2 separate regions of the Anas platyrhynchos genome follow, and region 1 is linked to region 2. Evidence: chromatin contacts called from public Hi-C data. All regions are on one chromosome and are shown on one strand. Each heading gives the region's core, a stretch centred on a gene start, on an enhancer-like site or on the middle of the called end of the contact. The rest is flanking DNA. Distances are from core to core; before and after follow the strand shown.

Evidence for each region. Hi-C and Micro-C count contacts between places; a contact is called where the count stands out from the background.
Region 1: a contact with region 2 is called in a Hi-C map of subcutaneous adipose tissue, with 4 times the contacts expected there. The contact joins the promoter of RPL17 here to the promoter of CFAP53 in region 2. A contact is called at or near these places in 6 of 8 Hi-C or Micro-C datasets (F5 follicle, liver, skeletal muscle and 2 more).

Annotation. Positions count from the first base shown.
Region 1 is chrZ:2,143,753-2,149,569 of IASCAAS_PekinDuck_T2T, reverse strand. It overlaps RPL17 (ribosomal protein L17), which reads right to left and starts at 1,596. Exons shown (of 7, transcript XM_005023913.6): 1 at 1,401-1,596; 2 at 982-1,034; 3 at 857-897. The coding sequence starts at 1,021.
Region 2 is chrZ:1,976,592-1,982,622 of IASCAAS_PekinDuck_T2T, reverse strand. It overlaps CFAP53 (cilia and flagella associated protein 53), which reads right to left and starts at 1,749. Exons shown (of 8, transcript XM_038170979.2): 1 at 1,591-1,749; 2 at 740-969; 3 at 23-196. The coding sequence starts at 1,659. LOC119714488 (a long non-coding RNA gene) reads left to right here and starts at 1,867. Exons shown (of 2, transcript XR_011805714.1): 1 at 1,867-2,263; 2 at 3,353-3,881.

The sequences.
Region 1 (5,817 bases), core at 347-2,846, 170 kb before region 2:
ACAATTCTTAGTATGACCCCCATTACCGACTTCACAGCTCTCTGATGCCTTTATACTGTTTTTATACCCCGAGCTTTCCACCCAACAAATTTAAAATTCAGGATTTCTCCTTATCACAGCTCCCTCTTTGGCCACTAATCCAAAAAAGCGGAAGCCTGAATGACAAATTCCTGTCACAACACCCAGTATGGCACCTCACAGGAAGCAACGAGGACACAAGCTATACAAACAAGCCACAAAATTTAACATTTATGTAAGGGGACTAAAAAAAAGAGAGAGTGAAAAGCATCAGAAGAAAAATCAAGGATAAGGCATCGGTGCTTAATGAATTTACTCGTTGATTTCTGCATTTAATATATGATTATAATAGAAGAACAAACCAAAATAAAGCTTTTTTCACCTGCACTATATAACACTCATCAGAAAAGCATATTCTCAGCTTTGTTTTCGTGATTAACTCAAATTATTCTTACATTCCCTGCTAACAGTTTTCCAGTGAACTCATATCACCACTCATGCCAAACACTTGCTGCCATACTTCTCGGCCACTAAAATGACAGGATGAGCAGGGAAATCCTTCCCAATAGAGACAAATACAACAAATCACCATTTCTAGCCCAATTCCTCCTGCTACCTTCCCCCCAATTACCTGTTTCCTTCTCTATTAGGCCGCAATCTAAGAACAGCCCCTTTTATTTTTGTTCCTGCGGATAAAGGTCATTACAAGCAGCCTGAGCACACGCAGGCCATAACCTACACCACCACACTTCAGTAATTAACTAATAAAATGGGAAAATAAAGGCCACCTGCTTCCAAAATCGAGCTTGGGTTTCCCCACTGCGCACCGGCCACGTACCTTGAAGTGCACCCGCAGGTTGGAGCCCCGGGACTTGCATGCTGCGGAGAGAAGAGACCAATTTCTTTAAAAAAACAACGATTTCAGGGAGCAATATGGAAATAAGAGGCTGGAGAACAACTCACATTTCGTGGGGTTCTCCGGATCCAGCGAGTAGCGGACCATCCTGGGAGCTCAGCTGCGAAGAAAACGGAAAAAAAATCACATTAAGCTTCTAATAGACATGGAGAAGGCTGAGCTCTTTCCTCAGTGCCGACAGCTAGCTGAAAAGGCCCCTCAGAGATAAAATTTTCCACAATTAAATCTAAATATGTCCTAAGAAAGCGTGTGTCCCCCCCCTCGTTCCCTCCCCGCTGCCTCAGGGCCCGCTCCCCCCTCACAGCCCCGGCACCTCCGCGCTCCGCCATCTGCGGCACCAGCGCCACAAACAACGATGGCAGCAGCGAGCCCGAGCCTCCTCCGAGGCCCCTCATGGCCTCCCCGAGCTGTTCGGGGCCGGATGATGCCGGATGGTGGCGGATGGCGGCGGATGATGAGCCCTCACCTCAGGGAGGCGGCGGGGAAGAGGAAGGGCGGCGCCGGGCGGGAGGCGGGGAGAGCGCCGGGGCCGCTCTCGCGAGAAAACGCGGGGGTGCCTCAGCTCTGTCGTGACATCGGCTGTCGCGACAGAGCCGGGCAGCACCCGATAAACAGAGAGAGTGGCTGAGAGTGGGGTCCAAACGCTGTTTGAGCTCCACAGGGAGCCTCGCCCCAACGCCCAGCCCGCCCCTCCCCTGTCCCATTTGTGAGGGTTCAAAATTAGGGTTTTGCAGTGAAAATGTCCGTCAGTCCTGCAGATCCTAAAGAGATCGTGCTGGCGTAACGGTGGGGAGGAGGTTAAAAGGGTAAAGGGACAGTGGAAGGTCCAAAATTCCCCAAATGGCCAAGTAAAATTGTCTATATTTGTATATATTTATACATATTTGCACCCCTCGGTACAAGAAGGACATAATGGCCTGGGACGTGTCCAGAGAAGGTGGTGAAGGGTCTGGAGCACAAGTCCTGTGAGGAGCTGAGGGTGTTTAATCTGGAGAAGGGGAAGTTTTATTGCTCTTCCCAAAGACCTCAGAGATCTCATTGCTCTCTACAACTCCGTGAAGAGGTGGGGAGCTGGGGTCGGCCTCTTCTCACCCACAACTAGTGATAGGACCAGAGGGAATGGCCTCAAGTGGTGCCAGGGGAGGTTCAGGATGGAAATGAGGAGATTTTCTGTCAGAAAGTGTCGATAGGTACAGGGACGGGTTGCCCAGGGAGGTGGTGGGGTCACCGTCCCTAAGGGTGTTCAAGGAGAGGTTGGACGTGGTGTTTAGGGACATGGTTTAATGGTGACGTTGGTTGTAGGGTGATGGCTGGACCAGATGATCTCAGAGGTCCCTTCAAACCCTAATGATTTTAGGATTCTACATCCAGGGTTGCCCTGTTTCAGGAACCGTGCAGGTCCTTTGCCTATTGTGGGGCGAGTGGCACCGAAGGGCCAGGGAAGTTAATCCCCTCCGTCCGCCTGTAGCACGTTTGGGTAATTCCTACTGTCCTTAACCCTATTTCACTTCTGGGAGCTTCTGCCGGTGCCTTTGCCATATAACCAGGACAACAAGAAGGGGGTGAGATGGGCTGCGTGGAGAGGCAGATTCGCGACTGAAGCAGTTGCAAAATTGCCCTGGCGGCTTCCTGGCTATGCAGGGATGACACCTGTTTTATTCAGGAAAGCCAAGCCTGGTCATCTGAAAAAAAGACCCAGACAAACCAATTTCTCTCACCCTCAGGCCAAGGCCAGTGTTGGGAGATCAATTCGGTGAGGCTGAAGCAAGTCCAAGTGCTGTAGCTAGGTGGCAGGCTAGGATTAGACTAGAGAGCAGGGACACCACATAGCACGAGAGAAAAAAACAAAAGATTCATGTTTATGGATCACAACTAGTATTTATTGCAGCATTATATAAATATATATATAAATCGAAACTCTATGTGTTAATGGAAAATGCATTTCTCGTTGTAGGTTGTGTTTGCTCGGGAAGTTGACCGAGAAGCTTTGCAGTAAAACGAAAACATCTCCTGAAAGTGGTACCCAGCTACAGCAAAACGCTTAGAAGAAAAGTTAGATGGAGTGGAAGAAAGGAAAAACAACACAAAAAACATTGATCTGCTGTCCAGGCACATCCCTGGTGTGAGAGAGGTTTGGGGTTAAACTCTGTTTAGATTAAGCAGGCAGAGCAAGATCCTACTGCCCGTGTGAATGCTCGGACCACTGGGATATTTTCAGATCTCTTCTTTAACATTAATAAACTCCACAGCTTTGAGGCTAGGATTTCACCCAGATGAGATGCGGAAAATATTTGAGCTATCGCAAATATTTACACGGGTGGAAAGCGCAGAGCCGTAATTTTAAGCGCAGTTCCCCGTTCACCTGCCTTAAAAGGTTCCTTTGACTTTGCTGTCGAGGAGATGCTTTCTGCATCTTTTCTTACAGCCTCAATATCTCCGAGTAACTCGTTCAGGACCGACCTCAAAGCAGGGAAACCTCGCAGCACTGCTGGGGTATGGGCAGATATTATTTCTTCATTTCATATATGAGGTTCCTGTAGAAAAAAATAAATAAATAGAAGACCATGCTGTCAGGAATGCATGCTAGCTTTTGGTGTTGGTGCTTATTTGGGACACTCAAGGTTTGTTTTTTATCAATTAATGCTTCCATCATTATCCATGGGGGCAGAAGCCACTCAGCAGGTCAGTACACACAGCAACCTCAGCGTGGTGGCAATGCGAAGGAGGATGAGCCTTGTCAAAATACACACGCAACAGCCTTTCTAAGCCAAGGATTACTAGAGAAAAAGAGACTCATGGCTTTGAGGAACAGTAAAAATGGAAGAAGATCTCTCAGAGAGGGGTTTCGACACTTCCTTAGTGTCTCAGTTTCTTTTTCTGTGGAACAGAAATGGTGATATTTCCGGGAACGCTAAGCGTCCAGATGTAATAGATTAAAATTGAGCAAAAACCGAGGTCCTCAAGCACTTCCACTGCAGGAATCTCCACTCACGGCCAGCCTGAGTGCAACTCTCCATCGTTACTTCTGCTCTCCATGGGAAGGAAACCATGGGCAGCACCTTTACAGGCAGCTGCTCAGCAGCAGAGCCCAGGAGCAACGGGACATTGAGAGAAAGCTGGAAGGGAGATGTGAAAAATAAGCACGATGGGAATCACCCCGGGGTCATTCATCAGTCAAATCCGAAGCCACATCCTAACCACAAGGGGCAAAGATGTTCCTACCCGTCCTGCTTGGTCCTTGGCATTTACCTTACAGCCGCGGCTTGTGGAGCCCAAAAATTTCTTTCACAGAAATTCATACAAACGGGTCGCTTGCCCTAATGGTTAAGCAGAAAAACCTGAAGGCAAAAAGCACCCAGTGTCTATTTTAAATCGAAACCAGCTTGAACGCCGGAGCTGGAAAGTGCTGAAGGCTTTGCAGCCTTCCCACAGCTGCCCGCGCCGTCTCCCTGAGCTCTATAATATGCCTTATGCATGCGTGTGTTTAAATATAGATATAAAATATGGATTGTATAATAAATGTAAGTTAAATATAATGATGTATTCATGTTGTTTTTTTTTAATAAAACAAAGTGGGGACCTGCCAGGAGCACGGGCAAAAGGGCACATCAATAGGTGAGGCTGTAAGACTCGATGATTGCTGGCGGATCAGCCAAGAGTGACGGGTTCATCCACCCCCTGCGCGCCCAGATAGGGGGAAATCAGCGGTAAAACAAACCTCCTGTGCGACTGAATAACCTTGTAGCCAAAGTCGGTGTTTATTCGACGCGTTCCCTGCCAGCGAAGCATTTACGCAGGTTGTGCAGGGCTGTGACTGCTTGTTCCTGGCTTTCAGGAACGCCACCAAGCCCTCCACTAAACCGTATCGCTCAGCTCTACATCTAAGCGATGGATTTGGGAGTGCTCAAAACCAAGCTCTGGATGGCTGGTGGGGGATATAGGCTGGGAAGTTTTCCCATTATTCTGCTTTGGGGTCTTTTAGAGGGCGATCACCGCGTGGTGGTCCCGAAGAGCCCTCCAGGCTGCTGCTGCTGCCCGCAGGCTGGGGGCAAGGCAGGTGTTTTGGGGGCTAGGAAGGCATTTGGGGGCTGGGCAACCACGTCCCCTTTCAATCTGAGCTCTGAGGACATTTACTGACCACGCTTCCCCTCCAGATTTGGCCACGTTCATGCAAAATCTGCAAATTTAAGGGAATAAGCGTGTGGATGAGGATACCCTCTCCGCACATCAACCCCAAATTCCTCCTCTCCGGACTCTGCAGCAGCTCTAGCCTGGCTGTAACAGGGAGGGAACGCATGGATGGTAAAAAGGTACAATTACAAAAAAAAAAAAAAAGGTGTTTTTATTTATTTATTTTTCGTTTTGCGGGTTGCAGAGGTGTCAATGCAGGCACCGGCTTCCAACCCGTGCTCGTGCTGTGGCTGGAGGTGCTGTAACGTCCCGCGTATGATCAGGATGAGATTGATACATGGAGAAGACAGAAAAAGAGAGAAAAAGAGAAAAAAAGAGAGAAGAAGAGAGAAAAGTCATCAAAGAAGCCACATCACGTTGCTCAAGCACATCTGGGAGAACAAAAAGGGAGCGAGAAGAGTTTGCCCTTGATGGTGGGGACCTGCCGGGGAGGGAGAGGGCGGCCAATTTGGGATCAAAGCCTTCTGGCAACCTCCCCCCGTTGGAGATGGTCGGAGGCAGGTACGAACCATCCCGTTCCCAACGCCGAGAGGAATTAGGGTTCGGCAGGAATGCGGGGATTTACCCCTCCAGGCCCACCGGGGCCGCCCAAACAGCTCGGCCACGAGAGCACGTGCTCGCTAAGACCCCCCAGGCCCAGATGCCAGGGGATTTAATGTGGGACAGGAGGCCCGGGGCGGCTTTGTAGGGCC
Region 2 (6,031 bases), core at 500-2,999:
TTTGATATTGTTCTGGACCCACCTGAATTGCTGCTCCCGTTTTTCAGCCACCAGCTGCTGCCTTTCCTTCTCCCTCTCCTCCCGCAACAATTTCGCTCGCTCCCTCATTTTCGCTTGCTTCTCCAGCAGGGTTTCTTCAAACGCCTCCATCTCAGCAAAGTATTTATTTTCCTCGGCCTCCAGGAGCTCGCGAAGCCTGAAGTGAAGAAAACACTCGAATAAAAACCAGAATAATTTATCTGTTGAATGATTAAGTGAGGAACCGCGCTCTTCCCCTCGCATTTACGCCGCCCTAACGCGAGGATGGCCCCACACCGCATCAGGCTGCCCCGAAATTTCCTGCCTGGAGCTAACCAAAGCCCGGCAGGGGACGCGGTGCTGAGCAGCCCGCGCTAGGTGGCCCCGCTGAGCAGGGCCAGAAGATCCCAGCGGCTTCCTCGCAGCTCACAGCCGCTTGCTATAAAAAGAATAACGGAGAAAACTTCTTTCTGAAGCTATGCACAGCGCAGTTCTGTTGTGGTTTCGGTTTTTAGGGTTTTGTTGTTGTGAATTGTACTGGTGACAAGAGCCCAAAAGCTCCTCTTCGTTTTATGTTGCTTAATAACACAGCCATAACAACTGGGGTAACGTCTAAAATCAAGCCCTACTGAGTGTTTTTCCCCCCATAATCACCCCTCTAAGCACAGAGTTAAGTGGAAAACAGCCGGGCGGACACGGATTTGGGCTCATTCCTTGCTACCTCTCTCTTCTGCCATCGATCCCTGCCTGACACTCCTGCATCGCCGCCTCGACCTTTCTCCGCACGGCTCTGTGCAGCCATTTCTGCTCGTTGCGCTGCTGCCACTCGTGGACGCTGCGGCAGCGGTTGTAGAGCTTGAGGAGAGCGGCGTATTCCAGGAGCTCCTCTTCTCTGTCTCTGCGGGCCAAGACAAAATTGTCATTTCTTCGCTCTTTAGGAGGCCTGGCTCTCTGTAACAGAAAGAATGGCAGCGATGAAATTACAACTTTTTATTTTTTTTAATTGAATTGGGGTACGTAGAGAGCAATAAGGTCACCCCTGAGCCTCCTCTTCTCCAGGCTGAACAAACCCAGCTCCCTCAGCCACTCCTTGTAGGACTTGTTCTCCAGACCCCTCTTTCTGGACTCTTTCGAGCACTTCCATGTCCTTCTTGTAGCGAGGGGCCCAAAACTGAACACAGTACTCGAGGTGCGGCCTCACCAGAGCCGAGTACAGGGGGACGATCACCTCCCTAGCCCTGCTGGCCACACTGTTTCTGATACAAGCCAGGATGCTGTTGGCCTTCTTGGCCACCTGAGCACACTGCTGGCTCATATTCAGCCAAAAAACAGCACGAGAGCGTCACGAAAGGCCTCGAGGAGCTTCGCGCTGCCCGTTTACCCACCTCACAGCTTAAACCTCAACCCGTCCACCTCAGCTGTCACCCCCTGACGGCCTCACCCCCCTGCGACCTGGCCACACGCCCTCAGCCCGGGCTCGGGCCCGCCTCCTGCTGGCCCCACGGCCAACCCCAACACCAAGAGGCACCCGTTTGGAGCCTCCAAGCCCTGTGGCGGCTCCCGGCCGCTCACCATGGCCAAAGAGTGCGGGCAGGGCCCCAGCACCTCCCGCCGCCACCCCGGCCCCCTCCGCGCCGTCATGGCCGCCGCCGCCTCTCTCGTTGCTATGGTGAAGCGGAAGTGACGTCACGACGCAAGGGACGCTCAGAGCGGGCGGGAACCCGAGCGGGGGCTGCGCATGCGCAGTGCGCCCGCGCGCCGCCTGAGGGGGCACAAAATGGCGGCTGGGGGTGGGGGCGTCGTCATGTCGCGATGTCGCCTGTCGCCACGATACGTCGCCGGTTGGGGGCTTTTCGGCGAGAATGCGGCTCCTGAGAGGGGGTAGGGGTGGTGCGCGGCTCTCGGCAGCGCCTCAGGAGCTGCGGTCGCTTCAGGCTCGTTGCCCGCAGTGAATTTGCCCCGGGACAGGGCTGCTGCCAAGAGCTTCGCTTCCCTCCAGATAACCAGGACCGGGCTGATAAAACATTGAAAACATGATCTGAAGGCAGAAAGGAATCTTCAGAGTTTGGTTTGGTAGAGATTTACGCTGTTATCCGAATCTGACTCCTGGAGGCGTTTGGGAAAGAAAAACAACTTCAGTGAACAGTGCTGCTTTTTTTGTTTGTTTGTTTTTTTCCCCTGAGGTGAAAATGAGAGGGTTGAATTTCTTGCTACGCTGTAGTTTTGATTAATATTTGTGGGAAAAGTAAATAGGAAATGCCTTAGTCAGCACTTAACAAAAAAAATCAATTTTATGTATAATACAGTCGAGAAATGTGCAGCATTTCACCTCTTTTAAATTTTTAAATAAACAATGGAGCTGTGGATCTTCCAATCCCACTACTAATTCTTTTTTTAAGTCCCTCCACCACCTGTAAAAAAGATCTATTCCTAATTTTAGCGTTAAGGCATGGGTAGTTGGTGATTTTATTCTTATTTTACGTTAACAGCTGATGAGAAATCAGATTGTCCTTAGCCAGAGGGGGTCCTGGTCACTGCATATTTCAGGATTTCCCCATGGGGTGGACATATATAGGATATATATAGCATATATTCTGTTTATTATTTGTTGGCTTGGATCCCTGAGGGAGTGTTGTAACTGCCTGCTCCGGGGTTGTGTAAACAGTTTGGGGGCTTTTTTCTGTTCCAGCAGGAGCCACCCCCTTTTGTAATCTGACTGGCACTGTCAGAACGCCTTTATGGGGTCAGGGCAGTCACTTTAATGGGTTAGTCCTAACGAAAGGTAAAAATCCCTTATAACTGCACAAGCCCTGAAGCAAAAGGGGATCTTGTGGGGACTTTCTGGGTGGCCAAGTTCCCATTGGGCAGAAATGCGGCCAAAAATGTTATAAATCCTGTAAAGAGTAGATCACAGGAGACGTTCTGGTCCTAAAACCTGCTAGTATTTAATCCAGACCCCGCAGCACAGCACCAACTCTTGTCAAAGGCACTGAAGAGGAATCCTCCGTGCTGAAACACCTCTCGCTGAGAACTTCACAAGAAAATAAAAACATTTTACGCTCGGCGAGGGGCGGGTAGGGCAGCACCACGTGGCAGTTACTCGGCAAACGGGATTCTGGTTTTAACCAGTGCCTTTTTGTGCCAGGAGGGAAAACCCACTCACAATCCTCCCCATTTCTGAATTCCCCTGGGTTTTCCTCGCTGATCACACTCCAGACCGTCTCCAGTTCCTCCGGTCACGCTTCCTTTTAATCCCTCCTGCCAGAGCTTCCAGGCAGTCTTCAAAATACGTGCTCAAAAAAATCCTAACTCCTTTTTTATTATTTTTTTTAAGGTCCATCAGGTTCTTTTATTCATTTCCCAGAGGGATTTGCTGATCGCTCCCATCCACATGATCGTGTGAGTCAGAGACAGGAGACACAACCACGCCGAGCACGAGCAGCAGAGATCAGAACTTTTACTAGCACGTGGTTCAGGAGCAAGTTTAAAATCAAACCTTTTTTTAGTCCCAAACTAACAAACTGTGAAGTTTTGCTGCTAATAATTCCTGCAGCCCATGAGTTCTGCAGATGTTCAATCGTGCAGCTGTAATTAGTGTCAGTTGTCAAAATTATTCAGGGATATCTTTACTAAAACGCTTGTTTCTTTCCCAAATCTGCCTCCCCTTGGAATCGCACAGGACCTAGGACAGGTCTAGGACAATTTCCCTAGTGTAAAAAGGAGAAAATGTCATTTTTTATTGTTGAAAAAATACTGTTTTTTAAAAAAAAAATCTACTGGGACAAGATTTGAGCCTTTAACCCGGCTGAAATATTTAAATAATATTTAAATAATACAAATAATAAAGAGGAACCGAAAATAAATTTGAGTTTTGAGACTTTTTGCTAATTCAACCATCATCCAAAGGTTCCTTCCCTGTAGCTAACAAGCTCTCTTCTCCGCATTTTCCTCCTCGATGCTTTTTATGTGAAGGTTTTCCAGAGATTGAGCTGTTTTAGTGGATTTGAGAGAAAAGATCACACGCTTCTTTTGCATCACGCTCACATGCCAAGCGCAGGAAGCTGCCCCCAGCCGCCCCCGTTGCGACAGGCAGTGTGACTTTTGCACCGCCGGTCACCAAAATGTCACTCGTCATCTGGCGGTTGGCACAAGGAGAAACGCTGAGGAAAGATTAGATAAAAGCGGAGCAGGAGGAAAGGGCAGGTTCCACTGAGATGGGTTAAGGTGGTGATGGTCCTGTGAAGTTTGATGGGCTTTGCGCTAGAAGATTGCAAAAGTTGTTTGCAGGGGTGGCAGGGCTGTTTGGTGAGGGGTTTGGGGAGATTGGAGAGAAAAGGGGCGGATATAGGATCGAGGAGATGAGAGATGAGGAGAAGAAAAAAAAATAAAAGAAAAAAAAAGCAAAGAAAAGGAAAGGAAAAGAGAAAATAAAAGAGAAAGAAGAAAAATAAAAGAAAAAAAGAGAGAAAAGAAAATAAAAGAAAAAAAGAGAAAAGAAAAGAAAAAAAAGAAAAGAAAAATAAGAAAAGAAACGAGAGAAGAGAAAAGAGGAAAAGAAAAGAAAGAAAAGAGAAAAAAGAAAATAGAGAAAAAAGGAAAAGAAATAAAAGAGAAAAAAAGAAAAGAGAAAAGAAAAGGAAAGGAAAATAAAAGAAAAGAAAAAAAAAAGAAAGAAAAAAGGGAAAGTAAAGGAAAGGGAAAAGAAACGAAATGGAAAAAAAAAGGAAAGGAAAAAGAAAAAAGAATAAGAAAAGAAAGGGAAAAGAAACGAAATGAAAAAAAAAAGGAAAAAGAAAAAAGAATAGGAAAGGAAAGGATAAAAGGGTAAGGGCTTAGAAATTGCAACTCAATTACCTTCAGCTCCTGAAAAACAACATCAAAGAGCCCATGGAGTAGGTAATGAGAAAATCATTTGTAAGCAACTAGAAGGAAATAGGGAGAGGAGTACCAGGCACGTAGATTTGACAAGGACAAACGGTTTTACTCTCATTTCCTTCTGTGATGGGTAACAGGCCCTGGGGGGAAAGAAGCAATAAATATTAACTGATAAAGCTTTTAACACGGTGATTTTAGGACTGATCCGGTGGAGGATGGTCCAGAACCTGTCTGAGGTGGTTACCTGAGAAGTTATCCTTGTATCCAAATTACTTTATAGCCCACCTTTAATACAAAATTGATTTTAATAACATTTTGCTCCAATACAAACAGCATACGTGCCGTAACATCTTGATTAACACTATTTAATTTCTCGTTGTTAAATATCTTTAGATCTTTTTATTTTTTAATAAAATAGAAGACTTAACCAGCAACCACAAAAGGAAAGTATTTAGATATTAAACAAAGTTTTGGACTGTCTGGCTGGTGAAGTTGTTTCTTTGGTCGTTTTTTTATTCCTCTGCATTTCACTTCAAGTGCATTTTGCCCTTTTCCCTTCAAAATTTGCCCTTTTGTTCTAATTTGAAATATTTTCCCCGGATTAGCGGTCATTACCACAGATCGTTAACAAGCTAAAAGTTTTCCAGGCCGTTTCTTGTCTTTATTAAGACCTCAGCTGGCCACACTGCAAGGACGAGAAACAGATGATTTTTTAGTTTGTTTTTGACGAAGAAAAAATCCATATTTACAGACTTTATTAATACTTACTGCTCTAATAGAAATTCTAATGTGGCAGTGATGGGTATGGTCACACATGGGGTCTGTCAGTGCAAACGTGGGTCCTTCTGCCAATGTTTTATCTGGGATAGACTTCTGGGCTAAGAGCAGACTGTCTATGGTTCCTGCTCGAGCACCAGTCCAGAAACAAACCCTACAAAACCGATATTCCCAAAGGAAAGAGGTTAATGACTATTTTGCCAAGGAGTTTGCCAACACTGCGTGCTGCAGGCAAGCACTTTGTCATCTTCAGGCTGCCACACGTCCTCTGTACAAAACAAACGCCTGCCTCGCCAACTTACACTTTAAAACTTTTTACTTTAAAGACTTTAAACTTTTCTTTTTAATACCGTGAGGCGGG